Regions from separate parts of the Mus musculus genome. Here region 1 is linked to region 2. A link is a contact called in public promoter capture Hi-C data. All regions are on one chromosome and are shown on one strand. Each heading gives the region's core, a stretch centred on a gene start, on an enhancer-like site or on the middle of the called end of the contact. The rest is flanking DNA. Distances are from core to core; before and after follow the strand shown.

Region 1 (6,284 bases), core at 715-3,214, 2.0 Mb before region 2:
TATGCTCACCTCTATTTTATCCGAGGTCCTTCCCAAACTCCTGGGGTCGCAAGTTTCACTCACCGTGAACTTACCCTGCGGGCAACCACTGACTGCTGAAAGTTCTGAACTCGGTGGGGGAGTCGGTTCCCCGTACGGGCCACCAATTGTCGCGTCCGCTCTCGACCAGCAAGAATGATGCGACCACCAGTCCTTTTAACAGCAGTTTATTCAGTCCTGATCTCTCTTCTTTCTCTTCATCAGTACCGTTCCCCAGCTGAAGAGTTCTGAATCCATGCCGGATCCTTCTCAACAGTCTGTTTTACGGGAACACTTTATTAACCGCTCCTTCCCAGTGATGCAGTTCTGAATCCTTCCTGTAGCAGGGGGTCTTCGCTCTTGCCTGAAGATGTTTCTCGTCCCGTGTTTTCTCGTCCCAGGTCTTCTCGTCCCGGGTTTCGGCACCACTTGTTGCGCGCACTCAACAGGCCAGGAAGAACGACGCTGCTACAGGATCCTTCTGCACACATTTATTCAGTCCTGTTTCTTCTTTCTCCATATATCTCCCTTGTTTATATCTCCCTTGTTTTTATATCTCCCTTGTTTTTATATCTCCCTTGTTTTTATATCTCCCTTGTTTTTATATCTCCCTTGTTTTTATATCTCCCTTGTTTTTATATCTCCCTTGTTTTTATATCTCCCTTGTTTTTATATCTTCCCTTGTTTTTATATCTCCCCCGAACCCTGGGCCTCTCACTCTTTTATACTCTCAGTTCCCATCCACGCACAGCAGGCCACGCCACCTCACCAGGCACGCAGCTTCAGCTAATCAGGGCAGCAGGGGCATATCTCCATCAAATTGGATTCACCTGTATCCTGGTACACCTGCACAGCACTCAAGATGTTTGTGTCTTATATGAGGAAGTCAGGTGCAAGTCATACGACTTAGCTACAGTCCCTGGCGCCTTTGGGACTGCCGCCACACCCGCTCCCCACATGGATTGATTTTGGCAAGATGGCCATTTTTAGTATATTAATTCTGCCAACGCTTTCTCACAGCCTATGTCATCTTGCCCCACCAAAATTCCCCCTCCTTACATTCCAAACTTATACAAACAAGAGGCTGATGCCATAAAGTTGAGTTCCTGCTTCGACAAGACTCCAAGCTCAGTGTGTTCTTTTGGGCATCGACACCAGACATCTGCTCAACCTGGAAAGACCCTGGTGGGACCAGGACCTCTCTCCACTTACCTGGACCTGCTGGCAAGGAGCCAGCAATCCTTTGAGTAGAGGAAGGCTACTGATTGGTTTGGGGTAATCCCTTCCTGGAGGATTGTTAAGAGAATCTGCTTTACTTGAGTGGAGAACATGGGTGTTTGAAAGATACTCTCAGGTTCTTGTGGGTTCTGTCTCTGCTTCTGTTGTTATAGGTCTGTGTCTCTATGAACTACAAGATAGAGCAGGGTAAATACAGAAACCTATATGTGCAGGACTGGGTGGGATACTAAAGGTTGTGAAATGGCAGGAATACAAAACAAAAAGTCAACAATTCACAGATTAAACAGTAAGTTCAAATGTCTATGTGCAGTATAGCTGAGAACAGCAACTGGTGAGAAGCTAAGAGATTTAAAAGACAAATCTGTGCACATAACACTTTAAAACAGACCCTTAAGTTACATGACGTTGCTGGAGAAAGCTCAGGCATATGCTGTCATGGGATGCTGAGACCAAATGAAATCTTTTCTGCATAGCTGAATGAATAAAGAACAAAAATTGGGCCCATTACATCAAAAATAAATCACACTTCAATTAGAAGTGCTAATTTTATGCCTCGGTCAAAAACTCTTTAAAATGACGGAGGCGTCAGCAAAATGGGCTGTTTGAACTTCACCCTCTGTCATTACATCCATCTCTCCTTAGAAGCACTAATGTACAAAGGACCTTAAAGTGGCCCACAGACCTCTTGTTGGGAGGATAAAGTGAGGATAATGAGGTTAAATTGGATAAATTGCATCTGGAAAAATCAGAAGTTATTTGAGAACTCAATAGTACTCTGCAGGTCTCCTGTATTTAAACCACCACTTACATTTAAACTATTATTTAGTCTAACTTTCCTATGTAAAATGAATGAACCAGAAATTATAACAAGTTAGGATGGAGTATAAAGTGGAAAAGCAGATAGATTTAGCCACAATGTGAAATGCGTTTTCAGACATAGCTAAATCCCAACACTCAAGCTTCTGCATAGTTATTATTTTATAGTAAGAAAATATAACTGTGATTTGCCATCCATAGACTTTTATAATGCTATGATAGTGTAGGCCGGGTTTTATAGGCTATTTCATGTTTTACTTTTATTGCATTAGTAAAATTGTTACTGATCAAATGCACGATCTCTCATTTTAAAGATCATGATTGATGGGCTACAGTTGGAAATCTAGTCAGTTATTACATTTTTTCTATAGTAGAAGATTTTTAACGTGCCAGACCTAAGGATGGTCTTTAAATAATGTTTGGTTCCCTGCTTCCCCATTGAACATGGATTTGGATGCCATAGAAGTTAATGGTTAAGACCAATGCTGTGGTCGTATCCCATTTTTCTACCAAAGACCTCCATAGAGAATTTTAAGCAATTTCATTTAGCTTCTTTCCTTGAATTTTTTAAAATCAGAAACTGTGGTATATTGAATTGTACTGATCATATGTGGCTATTATAAATATATGATGCTAGTTAAAAGGAAGCACATGGGCTTTTCTCAATACTTATTAGTTTGCATTTATTTAGAGCGAGTAAGTGTTAGAGGGACATTAGCAGACAGGGTAAATTAAAGTTGGCTTCCTGAGTTGGTAGCTTTTAAGTCCATAGAAGACACTGAAAGGACAAAGCTCAGATGATGTCTGAGCAGGGACAATAGGAGAAAAGAGCAATGGTTTTATAAAACACTTAATCTAGAGTCCCTCTAGCTGACACTCAGGTTAGGGAACTGTCACCCCTAAGCAGGTTATTATTTTCACAGTCCCCAGAGGTCTCCAGTCATTCAGTCTTCCATTGTTTTTTTCATTACTTAGAATGTCTTTACAAGAACATTTAAAACCACTGTCTTTGATAATATGTATAATACATTGGTCATTTTGTTAACTGAAACATCTACTCCAGGAGTCCATGCCTACTGAAGCCCTGTAGGTCTCCTAAGGCAGATTTATGCCTCCTCTAATATGAAGTGAGCTCTGATCTTTTCTGTACCTTCAGGGTCTTTTCCCACTAAGTCCCTTTTTTACATAATCAGTCACCAAACTGCAACTGAGCCCCTCTTGATTCTCCATAGTACACACTATTTTCTTGCTATACAAGGACTGGTGACTAGAATCAAATCTATTGGTTCATTTATATCTGTCACTTGCTACTACATCATTGATTATACACAAATATAATCTTACCCATTCTTGCTTCATACTAGCACTGTTGACCTAGGTAGTACTGTTATCTTGTGCAGTAAATGTAGAAGCTGAGGTTCAAAGTTCCATTTCCAAGTTTCTATGGTTCAAAAAGTGTGTGTCTGGAAAGACAGTCATATTGACTCAGGCTCCCATGTCCTCGGAACCATTTGCAAGGATTCCATTTCTGCTCTAAGGATTTGAACAATATGAGTAGGTAACTGGCAATTATTTTGGGACACTATTTGTATGTTTACATATGTGCATGTGCTTGTGAATATGTGTTTATGTGAATACATACATACAAATATATAGTTTCACATACTTTATACATAATATACATATCCATATGGTATCAGTAACTGTTTCTGCTATGTGCAACCCCTAACAAGTCTTCTGACTCTCCTTAATGATGGTCACTGAGAATGCCAAGGCAGACATTCATTCTGTAACCTGCTTCCTTTCTTCATCTCTATATTCACCACATCTTATTGTCTCTGCTGTGACTATTGTGGCAACCTGCTGTGTTATGAGACTGCTTAATCTTCTATAGCCAAGGCAAACTGAAATCTCAGTGAAGTTCATGCCATTTATGAGCACATGAAGAGAACTGGAAGAATTAGCTAAATTGAAATAAGCAGTTATAGATGACAAATATTACCAAACCTCGCACATACATGGTTCCTTAAAAGCTAATTTCTAGGAATGGGGAATAGAAGCGGGGAAACCAGAGGTTGGAAAGTTTTTCACAAAGAGGTTATGAAAGAAGGCTGGTAATCAAGCAGTAAATGATAGTGAAATAGGGAATATAAGCCTTTGTTGGCTACTGGTGTTTCTAGATTAAATTGATATAATGTAGATAAAAATGACCTTGCAATTAAGTATATTGTATGTTTTCTTCACAAAGGAATAATCATATATACTTAGGAAAGATATGCTCATCCTACTGTAAACATTATGTTGTACATACGTCACTTAGAATCACCAATCAGTAAGTATTGCTTACTTTCTATCAAATAGCATTCTTTTCAAAAATTAATTACTTTTAAAATTAGGCATATAAAATTATATGTATGTTTCCTATGCAGTACAAAGTGTTAAAGTATAAGTATAGACACACAGACACACAGACAATCAAACATGTATGGATAAATAAGCCTCACTAGGGAGCACACATATTACACATTTACATGTCTTGAAGAGAGTCCATGGCATTCACTTGCTTTTTATTTTATACAGTATTATTTATGGCTGATTAGTATACATTTGTAATAATCAACAACAGAATCCTATTCATTTGTATAAAATATATCAAGTAGATATCCTTAATCTCCCAATCAGGGTCTTTCCTGTCAGCATACATCCCACCATTCCCAAAGCATCAAGACGTCATATAAAAGTATAATTTGGTACTTCACACATTTTTCACTACACACACAAGTAACAGTAAGGTGGTAAGTATGCCCGCCATACATCCCAACATTATGTATATTTAAATTAATTTGCTTTAGCACTTAGAAACGATTGTCCATGTGGACAATCAAATCCTTCGAAGAGAATAGTTATAGCCTTGTTCCCAACATGGAATAGGTAGGAAATTTGGAGACACAATTTTACTTTCATGAGCTGGAATTTGTGTATAATATACAAACTATTGTCCCTGGTTGAAATATAGGAAACACAGTACAAGATTATCAACTACATTATAAACTTTAAACCCTTTAAGGGGCAATAAATAGTCTTCCACTGTAACCCTGTTTAAAACAGACAAACAAACACCAAACCAACCAGTCAACCAACCAACCAACCAAAACCCTCCAAGTTGTATCCATCATCTTAGTTTTCTGGCTTGTGCCAAATTTGTTTCGCATCTAACACAAATTTGTTCCCCCCTCCCCCAGCCATTTATACAGCTTGTTTATTGACTCCTATTCCTTACGCCCACCCTTGAAAGATTTGAAAGACAGAATGAATCTGCACTGACAGTGGATTTTAGAGCATGATTTCCTTTGCATAGTTAGCTCATGCTGAAGCTAGTCTGGCCAACTGAAATTTCAAAAATAAATTTTAGAGTTTGGATTTAATTTGTCATAATCTGACACCATGTTAGATCTCATCAAATTTTTCTACACTCGAAATTTTCTTCTATGTGAAGTACTTTCATAGAAAGAGGTATGGCATACATGATTTTGTAAGTACAAAGTTTGCTTTTAATAAGCTGTATTTTTCTATTTGTGCTGGAGTGGAGAGCAAATAGGATTCTATATTTTCCCAGTCAAAGTAGAGGAAGTCCCTCTATCTCATGGCAGACGTGAGTGATCTTCCAGAACTAGTGTAACTTCCTTCCAGAACAAAGTTAAGCACACAAACTATAATTCTTCACACCTGGGTAACATTCCATTGCTGTGGAATTCACAAGCCTGAAAGTGCTGGACATCAAGCAGAGAATGTAAGAGAACGATGAAATTTATCACTGACTTGTGCTCAGTTTCAATAACACAAATATATTCCTCACCATCTTTCCTCTTCAGAATTAACATTTCATGTGCATGAAAAGGTAAAACTTTAGTAAAAATCAGAAGTGTCCATATTCTTACATTAAACAAATTAAACGAACAAACCAACATCAGCAAGCAGTCAGCAGGCTACATGAAGGTGAACATTTAGATCAAATACTTTTACCATCTGATATAAAACACGGACAAATATTACATGACATGCTCCTAAATAGATGTTTCTTCACAGCATGTAGCGACACATCCCAAAAATTACATTTCTGAAGGAGAAGAAAAATGTATTGTTAACTAGAAAATGCTATCATAAGAAAATTCTGTGCCTAGCTTCTTGCTAGGTAATCAGGAAAAACACAA
Region 2 (6,319 bases), core at 3,124-5,623:
TCAAGGGCTAGCTTCCTGACTCTGTGACTAGTCATTTTCCTCTTCAAACTTTTGGAACTCCATCCAGGCCCTGTATGTACCCCCTGGTTGCCAGAGACTCGGACCTCTCCTGGGTTAGAGAAGTCATAATCCTTGCATTTGATGCTCTGTGTGTGTCTGAGCCCAGCCCCACTAGCCACTGAGATGACTGCGCTTTTGTTTGTTTGTTTGTTTGTTTGTTGGTTTGTTTATGATTTGCTCTGCTTTTTGAGACAGGGTTTTTATGGCTAGCCTTGAACTCAGAAATCTACCTCCTTCTGCTTCTTGAATGCTGGGATCGAAGATGTGCGCCACCACCATCCATTAGAATACTCTTAAACTGCTGGACTATGGGAACCTTAAATCTGTGTTCATCCAACACGGGTCTTGAGCTATACCATGCTCTCAGACGGCATGGCTTTTGGGCCCATTCTCTTCTACTGTTTGGTTAGGTTCCTTGATGGCACTGACTAGCAGAAACCAGCTAGATGGTCTCTGTTCTGCAACTCAGTGGTACCTGTAAATTGACTCCACTTTTAAATTTAAACCTCTGCAACACCGCACTACAGAAGGAGATTTCCATTTCCCAAGCCCACTGTCACACACTGTCCCCTCTTCCCCCCCCCCCCCACGTCCCGTGTTCATGTATTTCCATTTTTTTTCTTTCTTTCTTTTTTTTTAATAGTTGTGTGTCTTTTTTTTTGTTGTTGTTTTGTTTTGTTTTGGTTTTGGTTTTTTGAGACAGAGTTTCTCTGTAAAGTCCTAGCTGTCCTGGAACTCAACTTTGTAGACCAGGCTGGCTTCCAACTCAGAAATCTGCCTGCCTCTGCCTCTGCCTCTGCCTCTGCCTCTGCCTCTGCCTCTGCCTCTGCCTCTGCCTCTGCCTCTGCCTCTGCCTCTGCCTCTGCCTCTGCCTCTGCCTCTGCCTCTGCCTCTGCCTCTGCCTCTGCCTCCCGAGTGCTGGGGTTAAAGGTGTGCACCACCATGCCTGGCTGTATTTTCATTTCAGATCTTTCCTTTTCCTACATCTTCGAGGCACTGGGATGAGGGTGGAGCCTCTTAGTTGCTTCTGTTCAGCCTGCTGCCCTTTTCTTTTTAGGTTATTTAAATGCCCAACTATTCCCACCACACCGTGTGGGTGCTTCACTCTAAGACATGTGCTACAGAAAGATTTCCTTGTATTTTTCATTTAATTTTCTTTTAATAAAGCTGGATTTAAAAAAGTTTAGTAAAGTGTACAGACCACTAGGAGAGTGTCGAGATGGATTGATAATGTCTTATCAAGTTTTCTTTCCCTTTTCAAATCACATTGAATCACCTGCTTCCCACGGACCCCAAACTGAGCTCTCAATTTCCTATCAGGAAATAAATGATAAGGGCTGGCATGTTTTTAAGGCCATTAGAATCTTGAATTTATACAGTGACTAAGAAAACAACTTTTTAAACCTGGATTACTTTGTGATAGATATATAATGAGAAAGTTTTGCTGTTAAAAATTACTACCTCTCATTCTCTCTCTGTGTGTGTCTCCCTCTCTCTCTCTCTCTCTCTCTCTCTCTCTCTCTCTCTCTCTCTCTGTCCATGTGTGTGTGTGTGTGTCTCCCTTCCTCCCTTTCTCTCTCCCTCCCTCCTCCCCCCTCCCATACTTTACACATAGTCCTTGGTGGGGACAGAAAGAAAACAAGACAGAATTTGGGTACCTGGAATCTGGTATATAAAGGTAAAGACCATGACAGGGAAGCAAAGAGAAGGTGTCACCTCTCTGTGTGTTACCTTTGACACATGGCTGCTGATGAGAGCTGACATTTGCCCGATGACAGAGCTAGATCACTGGAATTGTCATATTCCAAACCTCCTTCACTAGTTACTAAAGTCGCTCTTGTCTATGCTTTAATAAGTTTGTGTTGAATAGCAGAATGAGGTTATCGCATTGTTAATGAAACAATTTTACCATAAATTATTTAGGGACTACAGTAGGCGTCCTTCCATTCGATGCTGCTGTGGCCTAGCTTGTGGCCTTCCAAGCCTTATCTTTTATACTATTCTGAGCGCATCATGGAGGCGATGCATTCTCTCCGCAGGGGAAGGCAGGCGGTGACGCCTTCTACAAGGACAAGAATGATCTTCTGAACCCTTTCCAGCAGGAATTCAAACCAACAGGAGTAACCAACAGTCAACAAGCCCTACCTGTTTTTATGATGGAAACCAAACAGAATTGTAGCGTACAAAGAGGGAATAGTCACGTAACTAACCAGAATGATACAGTTCTTTATTTTCCTATTGCACATTTACGTAGTTTTCCCCCTTGTAACACATGCATAATTTGAATTTTAAATATGATTTACATATGAAACTTGAAGAGACCTGTAGAGGATGCTGTCTAGCTCTTTCTCGTTAAAGCCATGTCTTTTCCTTTTGAGGCCAAATGTACTTTCTTCAATACTTAGCTTAAGATGGCATGTAGGCTGATGAGGGAACCAAATGACTGCCTAACGTCAGTGAGTATCTGCCCACGAAGGCTCCTTTCATAATAGGAAGAGTTCCTTCCCATCAAGGAGTCTGGCAGTTTCTTCAGTGCTATAGCCACTGCTAGCATACCAAGGTTCTTATAAACAAACCCCCACCCACATTAATGAGAACCATTGGGACACACACACACACATACACACGCACACACACACACTAGCCATGAGACTAGAAAGAGAGCTAACAGGAGAAGTAAAGGAATCAGCTAGGTAAGGAGAGGAGCAAGCATGGGTAACAGGAGGTGATTTTGATCAAAATGCCTCATATACGTGTATGAAAATGTCACAATGAAACTTTTATTACGCATAACTACTCTTTGATGATAAAAAATAAGAAAGAAATTGAGGAAAGGAGTCTGGAATACTCAAATTCTGTCAAGAAAAAAAAAACTTGCAGAGCTTCCTGTACCCATGGTTTAAAAATCTAAAGCCATTTTAAAAAAAAGCAATATTTCTATCTCAAAGAATGCCAACTGCACTGTGTCCTGGTCTTTGCTTACACAATGCTTTCCTTCTTCCTTGTCGTTCACTTGGGTCCGTTGTAGTCACAGATCATTGGGTGGCAAAACCAGGACGTTCTGCAGAAACAAGCCTGACCCTGGCATTTGTCATTTATTGCACACGGATAGCTTGCATTTTGAACCTGTGGTGAGAAGTAGTTTCCAGTTTAGTCCTAGTGACTGGCACTCAGTCTTCAGAAAGGCCCACTCCCATCCTAACAGGCACCTGCAGACAGACAGTTTACCTGACAGCATTAAATCAGAACTAAGTACAGGAAAACATTTGACTATATAAACAAACAAACAAACAAACAAACAGTCTAAATTAGTCTCTGCCCTCCAGGTTCCTATATAAAGTACAAACAGAACATGAACTGTACTTCGTGTCCACAGAGAGACGGCTTTTTTTTCTCTTCTGAAGAGTATTCAAAAATATGTTATTTTAAACATTAACCCATAAGTAAAATACAATACTTGCCAAAATTATTTTTCCCACATTCGGAGCCTGGATATACCATTCTGGACTCTGATGTTCTCCTGAGATGCAATTTAAGAGCCTAGGAAAGACATTCTCCGTGAAATACGTGGAGTTCTTTTTTTTTTTTTTTTTTTTTTTTAATTTGTGTTTCTATGTGGCCAAATCACTCCGTTGTTACAAATGCTGTGTGTAACATGACCAGATTGTCTGGGAGTCCATTATTATTACTATTTTTTAAACAGAGGATACTGCACGGTTAAGCATCGAAAGCATGATAAGTGTTCAAACTGCTTAAAATATTTTGTAACCATAAATTATTATCCAAAAATATTTTTCAAGTAGATAAAAAGAGTTGTCAATTCTGCCTAGTGAATACCTCATAAGGGGCTCGTTTGTGGTTGAAAACTGAATAAAAGCAGTAAATTAAGACCAGACTTAAGCAGAGAGAAGCTGTAATCCGCTGCAGACTCCCTCGCTGAATGAAGTATTGTTGCGTGGATTTCCCCTCTTTGCTTGTACAGTTAACCGGTCACATCTGCGGCCGAAATGCTGTCTCTGCTGCCTGGCAGAGTAGGCTCTTGAAGCCGGAGGATGGAAGCCAATGCTGATTTGTGATCGCGGTGATAAGTGTAGAACTATCCCACAGGGCTGCCGCTGAAAGGGCAGAGGGCCTCATGCATCTGAACTATAGTTCTGGGGAGGGAGGACCACCAGGCAGGGGGTGAGGTCTTAGGAGACTGTCAGTAACACTCTGGGTGTCCCTTATCTCATGGTGACACAGACCAAACGACCAAGAGAGGCGAGGGGCTGAAGATCCATCAGGAAACCTCTGGGTTTGTGTCTGTGTTGGGAGCCGAGAGCCGGCTGAAATATGGTGACTGTCAAAGGCTCATGGCTCACTATAAATATTCAATGTCAGGAATTTAAATCGTTTACAGACATCGAAGCCCTGGATGATTATTTTATCCAGAGCTGTTGATTTTCTTCTGTTTGTCAGCAGCCAACCAAATTAATGAATAAGACTCCGGAAGTCTTGTTAATAAACTCCTTTAGTCTAAGGTCTGGCTGTTTTTCTCTGTGGTAACATGTCAATAAAATAACCGATTTGCCATTTTGTAAATTAAATTGTAGAAGGCAAACAAGATATATTGCTATTTTTTTTTTCTTTTGGAGTTGATTTTTTTCCCCAAAAGGATGTTAATTTTGGTTTTTTTTCCTCGGAGCTTTTAGCTGCCCTGCCCTTATGATTTAGAAAATATTATCACATTAGAGTCCAAAAAAAAAAAAAAACTTCTGTGGAAGTTATTTAAAAAATACTTTGTTTTCATTATTTAAAAGAATTCTCAGATACTTTTGTAATTCATTCCAGTAGACATATTTTATAAGTGAAAAAGGAGAGGGATTGTTGTTTAAAGCAATGGGACTTAACATTTTAAGCCCATTACCTTTGAACCAACACGTCCACTCATCTATCATCATCTATCATCTATCATCATCTATCATCTATCCATCTATCTGTCTGTCTATCTATCTACTATTTATCTAGCTATTTGTCTATCTATTATCATCCAGCTACCTCTTTTAGGCTTAGATTTTGCAAGAAAAAATTTTTATTCTTGAACATAGGTGGATATCTGTGCCTTGAGTTTACAACCCCGTATGTGTGAAGTGTGGACTCTTAGCATGTTACTGGGTTTGCAGGTAAAATTATTTTTCATGGGATTTTTCAAAAATAGAATTTCACTTTTCTCTGAGTGAAAATATTTAGGCTAATGAACTTTCTGTTAGATTCCTCAAGTCTACGGAAATATAAACTAGGTTACCTGCCAACGAAAAGAGCAATGGGATGTGGGGAAACACAGTTCTTACAAATGCATAGCTTCTAAATATGTGCTAGATTGATTTGATTCCTGAATAAAGCTTGCTTTTACCACCTCCATTTAATTAAGAATAACCAAGACACACACACACACACACACACACACACACACACACACACGTATGTGTATATGTATATGTATATGTATATGTATATGTATATGTATATGTATATGTATATGTATATGTATATGTATATGTATATGCATATGTATATGTATATGTATATGTATATGTATATGTATATGTATATGTATATGTATATGTATATAATATCACAAAACCTCTTCCTTTTATACAGATGATGAGTCTCCAGGTTAAGTGGGTAGAGGTTCACCTCAGATTATCTACAAACACTGAGTAGGTTCCCGAATGTGACAACGCTACTTTCTCAATTAAATGCAACTTTAAAGGCACACCCTATCCACCCATTATCACACATACCCACACCTACAGGGACCCACAGCTACACACTTTAAAAGTTATAGGGGAAAACCTGCAGAAACTGCCCTTAGTGGCTAAATGACTACAATCCCAGGACTCTAGAGTTGTGATATCTAAAATTGTTGCAGGTTGAAGGCAGTAACAGCTTACTTCTACCCTTTTGCATAGCTTCTGCACATCCCAGCATGCTAACAGAGTAATAAGACTTCCCCTTAAAGGAAAAAGTGCTCATTAGCATTTTGTAATTCCATGTTGTGTATCAGGTTTCTTCCAGGTTATGAAAAGGTTGGGGATCCACTCACGGTAGCGCATCAAAAGTGTAAAGGCGGCAGGTGAATTTCTCTTTGTTGTGGGCTCCGAGAAATAATCGTTTAAAGGTCAGTTGCACTAGAAAAAGAACATTTGTTTAATAAGTAACTCATTTTGGGATATGCTGCACTTTTAAAGGTTACAGAACAGAGCAAGTTGCTAGTGAT

The links. Promoter capture Hi-C pulls out the DNA fragments that hold promoters and counts their contacts.
Region 1: a promoter capture Hi-C map of second pharyngeal arch cranial neural crest shows a contact between it and region 2. The contact joins two enhancer-like sites. A contact is called at or near these places in 3 of 39 promoter capture datasets (cranial neural crest, maxillary cranial neural crest and second pharyngeal arch cranial neural crest).

Annotation. Positions count from the first base shown.
Region 1 is chr3:151,228,156-151,234,439 of GRCm38.p6, reverse strand. No RefSeq gene overlaps it. Among named protein-coding and RNA genes, the nearest start is that of 4930555A03Rik, 63 kb to the left of the region's middle. Within about 2 kb of position 1,964, at least 1 of the 459 cell types and tissues checked has an H3K27ac peak or open chromatin away from gene starts, as enhancers often do. A contact at or near this core is called in second pharyngeal arch cranial neural crest, where this site is marked.
Region 2 is chr3:149,182,170-149,188,488 of GRCm38.p6, reverse strand. Gm30382 (a long non-coding RNA gene) reads left to right here. Exons shown (of 3, transcript XR_001784032.1): 3 at 6,107-6,319. Among named protein-coding and RNA genes, the nearest start is that of Gm52619, 9.3 kb to the right of the region's middle. Within about 2 kb of position 4,373, at least 23 of the 459 cell types and tissues checked have an H3K27ac peak or open chromatin away from gene starts, as enhancers often do. A contact at or near this core is called in second pharyngeal arch cranial neural crest, where this site is marked.